Linked DNA regions of Mus musculus: region 1 is linked to region 2. Evidence: chromatin contacts called from public HiChIP or PLAC-seq data. All regions are on one chromosome and are shown on one strand. The core of a region is the stretch at or near the end of the contact, and the rest is flanking DNA. Distances in the headings are between cores, read along the strand shown. Region 1 has its middle 95 kb from the start of Gm34799. Region 2 overlaps 4930452A19Rik (RIKEN cDNA 4930452A19 gene).

The links. HiChIP or PLAC-seq counts read pairs in DNA pulled down with a chosen protein or histone mark.
Region 1: a contact with region 2 is called in an H3K27ac HiChIP or PLAC-seq map of cardiomyocytes, with 2.1 times the contacts expected there. The contact joins two enhancer-like sites. A contact is called at or near these places in 4 of 484 Hi-C or Micro-C datasets (the N1E-115 cell line, bone marrow-derived macrophages, muscle stem cells and 1 more) and 3 of 115 datasets of contacts at active chromatin or transcription factors (bone marrow-derived macrophages, cardiomyocytes and differentiating embryonic stem cells).

The regions. Positions count from the first base shown.
Region 1 is chr17:9,999,940-10,002,867 of GRCm38.p6, forward strand. No RefSeq gene overlaps it. Among named protein-coding and RNA genes, the nearest start is that of Gm34799, 95 kb to the left of the region's middle. Within about 2 kb of position 1,297, at least 39 of the 459 cell types and tissues checked have an H3K27ac peak or open chromatin away from gene starts, as enhancers often do. A contact at or near this core is called in cardiomyocytes and muscle stem cells, where this site is marked.
Region 2 is chr17:9,758,002-9,761,229 of GRCm38.p6, forward strand. All of the region lies in intron 3 of 4930452A19Rik (RIKEN cDNA 4930452A19 gene), which reads right to left. Among named protein-coding and RNA genes, the nearest start is that of 4930452A19Rik, 16 kb to the right of the region's middle. Within about 2 kb of position 1,605, at least 47 of the 459 cell types and tissues checked have an H3K27ac peak or open chromatin away from gene starts, as enhancers often do. A contact at or near this core is called in cardiomyocytes and muscle stem cells, where this site is marked.

The DNA of each region.
Region 1 (2,928 bases), core at 47-2,546, 240 kb after region 2:
TAACTGCTGGGACTATCCATCCCCAAGTTCCCGTGTCAGGTTAACTGCTGGGACTATCCATCCCTCAGTTCCTGTGTCAGGTTATCGTCATGTAAGGGAACCTCTATACCTCTTCATCAAAAAGAACCTGCAACTTAGTACATTGTCAAGCTGTGGCAGGCTCCAGGGAAGAAAGGGAGAACGAGTAGTCTGGAACACTCACTGTTGTGGTCCTCCTGCCTCAGAGAGCCGATTGGGCAGGGCAGGGATATCTGGATGACTTCACATGCTGGTCTGCTTTAACTGGGAAGTGGTCATTTTGACCTCTACACCCCAGCCCCCACTCTACAGCAGTTGTTCAGAGCATTGGATGGACTGAGATAGACCCTCCCTTCAGAACCCTTAGAACAATTCAATCCCTGACTTCCGCTCAATCACCATTCCTTATCAGACAAGGAAGGTAACAGATATTAATTCTCTCTCCTTCAAATTTTAATCAAACAGATTAAACAGAAGGACAATCTGGAAACCATGAGCTGTTTCCCTCTTTTTTTTTTTTTTTAAAGAGTTATAAGATTGCTCACTTCATGGAACAGACGTTTGCCGACCTCCATCCCGTGCCTTGAAATGATAATGAGTTCTAAAATCTTCCATAGAGATCTTTTGTTTTTACTGGGAAACTTGGTTTATGTATGGAGGCCACTCATTGTCGGAGTCTTTAATTATGTATTATGGAACAAAGGTGCACGTCCTCCCCATGTCAGACCAGGAGTGATGTTTCCAGAAGGGCCCTCATAACTACCATGAGCACAGAAAGTCATCCCTAGCAAACAGGACTTCGGGGGTTTGGGGGGGAAGTCTGGCCATGCTCCATTTGGACAGCCTCAGAAAGATGAGCACATGTGTTAGATTTCTGTCACTGATGGCACATCTAGAGAGGCCCTATGTGACTCCCTACCCCTAGCATCATCCCCTAGCCCCTCTCCCCATGTCTAATGTCGTTTAAGTCAAAACAAATTATTACTCTTGCAGAATATAAAAGCTTTCGAACGCATCTGTCCTTAGTGTCTCTATGCTGTTAAAAAAATCATGCAATTACTCACTTGGCATATCCCCCAGAACTAAATTCAGGAAGCATTTCAGAGCTTCCCATTCCGATACAAGCCTTCAAGGCAGAGGTGAACAAGCTCCCCATCCCCCACTCTACAGTTACCCTAAGCTAAGCTGCCAAGAGAGTGACCCCTCCAGCTCCCTCACGCCTTGGCTGTCTGGTTTTGCTTCCTCCACTGGCTTCCAGGAAGTTGCCACCAGGCTACTGGAGACTGAAGGATGCTTGAAGGTCAGAGCTGGAGTGTGTGGCCACATCTTCCAGAGGAAAGAGCAATGCAGAGATCCAAGAAGAGATGTCCTGGATAATGGATTAAGGATGAGTCAAGTCGGAGGCGCTTCCAGGAACAGATTCCAGCTTCCCGGCTCCTATTACCAGGATCCATCTCCACAGAAGAATCGTGTGAGGGCACAATGACCTCACGCATGTTCTGAGCCCAAAAATATTTGTCCTGAATGCTCTGCCAGCTCTTCTCAATCCATAATAAGCTGAACTTTAAATGAGCTCCTTTTAAAATGTGACAACAGGAAATGGCTCCTACAGCCCTACTTATAAATCTATGTTGACTTACAATTTCTCTCAGTGCTGCCTAGCTCATACCCAGAGCATAGGGGTCTTTGTTTCTGGACAAATTAATGAATCCTACAGAGTCTGTCCAGAAACTTCTGAATGTGTTAGGAAATTAGTAAACACTACTGAGGATTTGCCAGCTATGGCCTTTGACAAAGAGGTCATAGATATGCCCTGAGGCCTGGAAAAAGACAAACTCAGGGCTCACGTGGAAAAGAAAGTATCGAGCTAGATGATAGCTTAGTGGATAAAAAAGACTGGTGTAAGAGCCTGGGGACCTGAGTTCAAATCCCCTGCACCCATATAAAACAAAAAAACCCCAGAGCAGGGAATAGGCGTAGGTGTGGGATTTAGCAGTGCTGAGGCTAAGAATGAGGCAAAGACGGGTGGATCCCCTGGGGCTTTCTAGCCAGACAGTCAACAGAACATGTGAGCTCGAGGTCCAGTAATGGACCCTGTCTCAAGACAAAGTGAGATGCAATAGTGGGAGACAAAATTAATCTTGGCCTCTGTACACACATGCTCAGGAAACCTCACATGCATATACATGCATACATCTATCTCACACATTTACACAATTACACACACTCTCAGACATGTACACATATACACCACACTCACACACATATACCACTCACACTCACACTCATACTCACACACACCATACATATACTAACACAAAAGCACAGGAATACACACACATACACATGTACCAACACAAACACAACACACACACACATACACTACACACATATGCCTATACTGTACACTCAATACACATCATTAATCACACACATGTACATCATGCTCACACACAGATACCACACAAACATGCACTACACACTGACACACACATATACCACACATACAATACAGACACACAAACACACACATTCTTCCTATGCTTGGAGAAAGACCTTCATGAGCTTGTGGGAATGCTGTATATAGCAATACTCCTTTTAGCAGAGAGAAGGCAGCAACCCACCTTCTCTCTGTGTCTGTGACACCCATGCTCATGAAGGACATAAATATAATAAATCAGCCCTAAAACCATGGTGAGATGTCACATGAACATGGCTCAGCAGAGAAAGAGAAATTTCACAGTTCAGACTAACAAGGGAACAGTACATGTTCAGGCCTCTCTTCGAAAGACAAAATAAAGAAAAGTAATATAATGTTGTCACATTCTCAGATGCCCTTGAAATCAACATGTCTATGAAAATAAGTGGATGTTTCCAAAGTGCTGGAGAATGTGTTTGAAATATTTACTC
Region 2 (3,228 bases), core at 355-2,854:
CAAATAAAGCATACCCTGACCCAACCATGGAAGCACCCATGAGCTAAGCCTCTGGTTTCCAACAGTTGCATCAGCCATTATCGCACACGCACAAACGCATGCACACACTCAGAGAGAGAGAGAGAGAGAGAGAGAGAGAGAGAGAGCTGGCACTCAGTGGGCAAAGGATTCACTGGCCCTCATTGAGCAAGGGATCTGCATGGCAGCAACACCTTTTCCTAACTTTCCAAACCCAAGTTAACTTCCCTTTGTCAAAATTGTGAAGCATTAATGTGCCCAAATGAAAGGTCAGAGGTATAGACTTGTGTCCTGGCCTCATTTCCAGTAAGAATGGTCTACATGGAGTAAGGGAGGCTTACAGCTTTACCTAGGCCAGTCCCGAAGATGAAGGCACAGATGGGTGGGTATTGGCTGTGGACCATTCATTCAATGGTCCAGTAAAAACAGTGGAGCCAGGCTCTGAACCAAGAGGTCCCATGCTTACCCACCCCAAACTGCCCCTTCCCATACCCTCACCCTATTCCCTAACAAAGATCCTTTAAGTTATGTCTAACAGAAAACCCCTTATTCTTTAGTAAGAAAAAAAGCAACTAAATAGAAAAAAAAATTAAAATTACCCGCAGAGCAACCAGTTTCTGACCCTTTCCTCTGCTGCAGAGAGCTATAGCCTTCCTTTGCAATAAACTTAACTTGCTTACTTTTCTTTAAAAATATATACAAATTCGCAGCAGTGGCAGCAGCACTCTGAGGACCCAACCCCTGTGGCTCAACATGAGGGCAGTGATGCTGGCTGCTTAGTTTGGCTCACCTGGGCTGCTATGGTGTCTGTGGATATTTGAGAACTGTGTGGCTGAAACACACAAGAGAGAAATGTTAGTGATGTCCATGAACTTTTCTAACACAGCTGTTAGAAATCAGCAACCTGGATGGCTTAGGACTGGTGCCAGACATAGCATCAGAGATAGTTGGTCCCTCACCTTCTACTCTTGGACTTCTCATTAAAGTAGACTGCCACCATAGCTCACGCTGCTACTGATCACTGGGGAAACTAAGGCAGGCAATCATTTAAAGCTGAGCCCCATCTGCATTCCCGGATGAGGTCCAGGCCAGAGTCGGCTCATGTTGTCTTCAAAATAAAACAAACAAAAAGACAAGATGTCCCAACCCAACCTCAAAGGTAAGTGGCCCCTAAGGTCCCTGGCAGAAATTTTGACTAGCATTCAGAGATGGGAGCATAAAAACACCAGAGTTCCCAGGACCCCACATTCTGGGTTTAGAATCAGGGTGGATCCAGTTGCCCTCACATGTGGTATAGAAACAGGCTCATCAGAAATCTCCTTAGGCAGATGATGAACTTATAAACCAAGGAGGGGTATGTGGGAGGGTTTGGCAAGAAAAGTGAGAAATGATGTAATTATATTATAATCTCAAAAAACAAAAAAAAACAAAAAACAAAAAAAACCCTGTAATAAAAAACGTTCTGGTTGGGGACCCCTGGGCCACTAGGGGGAGCCAGGGGAATGATATCGGAGGGCTCTTGGGGTTGGGGGGGGGGGTTACCAGATCTGAGGAAGAACTTGGGAACCACTACCACAGTGATTTTGTTACACTGAAAGGCACACAGCCCTCTCTGAGGCTCTCTGGAATCAATCCGATGTGTGTGGTACGGAGAGAGGTGCTCACTGAGGATGCTGGCCCTTCCTGAGACCCGCAGCCTCAGGTCTGGGCAGCCAGAGTCACACATGGCTGAGCATCAAGGACACAGAGGCAACCAGGGCGGGCTATTCTCAGAGTGTTGGAATGGAGGTGACAGGTCACATCAGGGTGGCGTTCAGAGCAGTGAAGGACTTGGGGCTTGAAACCTTAGCCATAACTAGGCTGTCTCTGAAAATTTTGGACTCATCTGAGAGGGGGGTGCAGCAGCTACACAGAATGGGGGAGGGACTCTTGGTTACAGTCATTCCCATAGGACATTTCATGTCTCCAGGGCAGCAAACATCACAGCCTGGAGTTACCACCAGCCACAATACTGAAGAGAAAGACCACAGACTTTAGCCCATCTAGCAGCTGCCCTCACCCTTTTTATTTTTTTTCTCAAAGGAAAAGTGCTGACACCATTTTCCAAGCCTTAATTATACATAAAAGCTCTCTCTTTAGTCAAAGAAAAGCTGAATGTAAACTCAAAACCATATTGACGTTATTGACCCACCGTGGCCCCACATGAGCCTTACATCTGCCTGCCAATATGACAGAAACTGGTAGGCGAAGGACACAAATGTCCCGTGTCCTTGACAGACAGACAGCCTTCGTTTCCACATCAGCAGATTCTGTCTTTGTGGATTTGTGAGGAGGAAGAGAATAGGGCTCCTGATAGAAGCTTGGCGTACAACTCCCCAGCATCCTTCAAGTGATAAGCAAAAGCTTCCATGGCTCACCACTCTCTGCCTAGACAAATTCTAAATATGGATCTGCACATATGTACAGATTAGACTGAGCACACAGGAGCAAAGCAAGCTGGCCATCCGTCCCTCCTGTCCCCTCCCTCTGTAGGAATCTGGCTGGGGATGTAGGTTTGAGTTCACAGTACTGACGATCTCAGAGTCCAGCTGAGCATAGCACAGGAAATCAACATGCCTGCATCTGAACTAACTGCATTCTGCTTCATTGCCCTGCTTGCCAACAAATGTTTATGCTCTTATTGCCTAAGGTCCTATGATTCAAAAGGGGGCCCATATATTCTACCATAGCATCTCCAGTGCATTAGTACTTAATGGCCATGGGCCGTGGAGCGACACTGTTTAACCAAGGTTACTCTTTTTTTTTTTTTTTAACCTCAGTGCTATTTTGGTCTTGAGTGTGCTTCTGGCCTTTGTGGTTTTATGGAAATTCAGTGTCCTTCAAAGGAGAGGAAAGAGTGATGTACACCCAGAAGAAATCTGGTTTCTCAGCTCAGGCCTTGGAGAAGCTGGGAAGACAATATTCTGAGCTGCTCAGCAGCTGTTTCTGGCTTCTGTATGGTCTATCTGTCCTCCAGTCACTAGTGGAATTGCCATCTTAGTCCCATTTAGGGATCTGCTGTTCTCTGTGGCTTCAATCTCAAAATATTCTGTGACCGAGTATCCCCAACACTGCCCAAGAAACCCACACGATAACTCATAATGAAGAAGGTTATTCAGTTCCATTCACTGTTAGAGAGGGTTTAACAAAAATGCCCAAATGAAGGCTCTT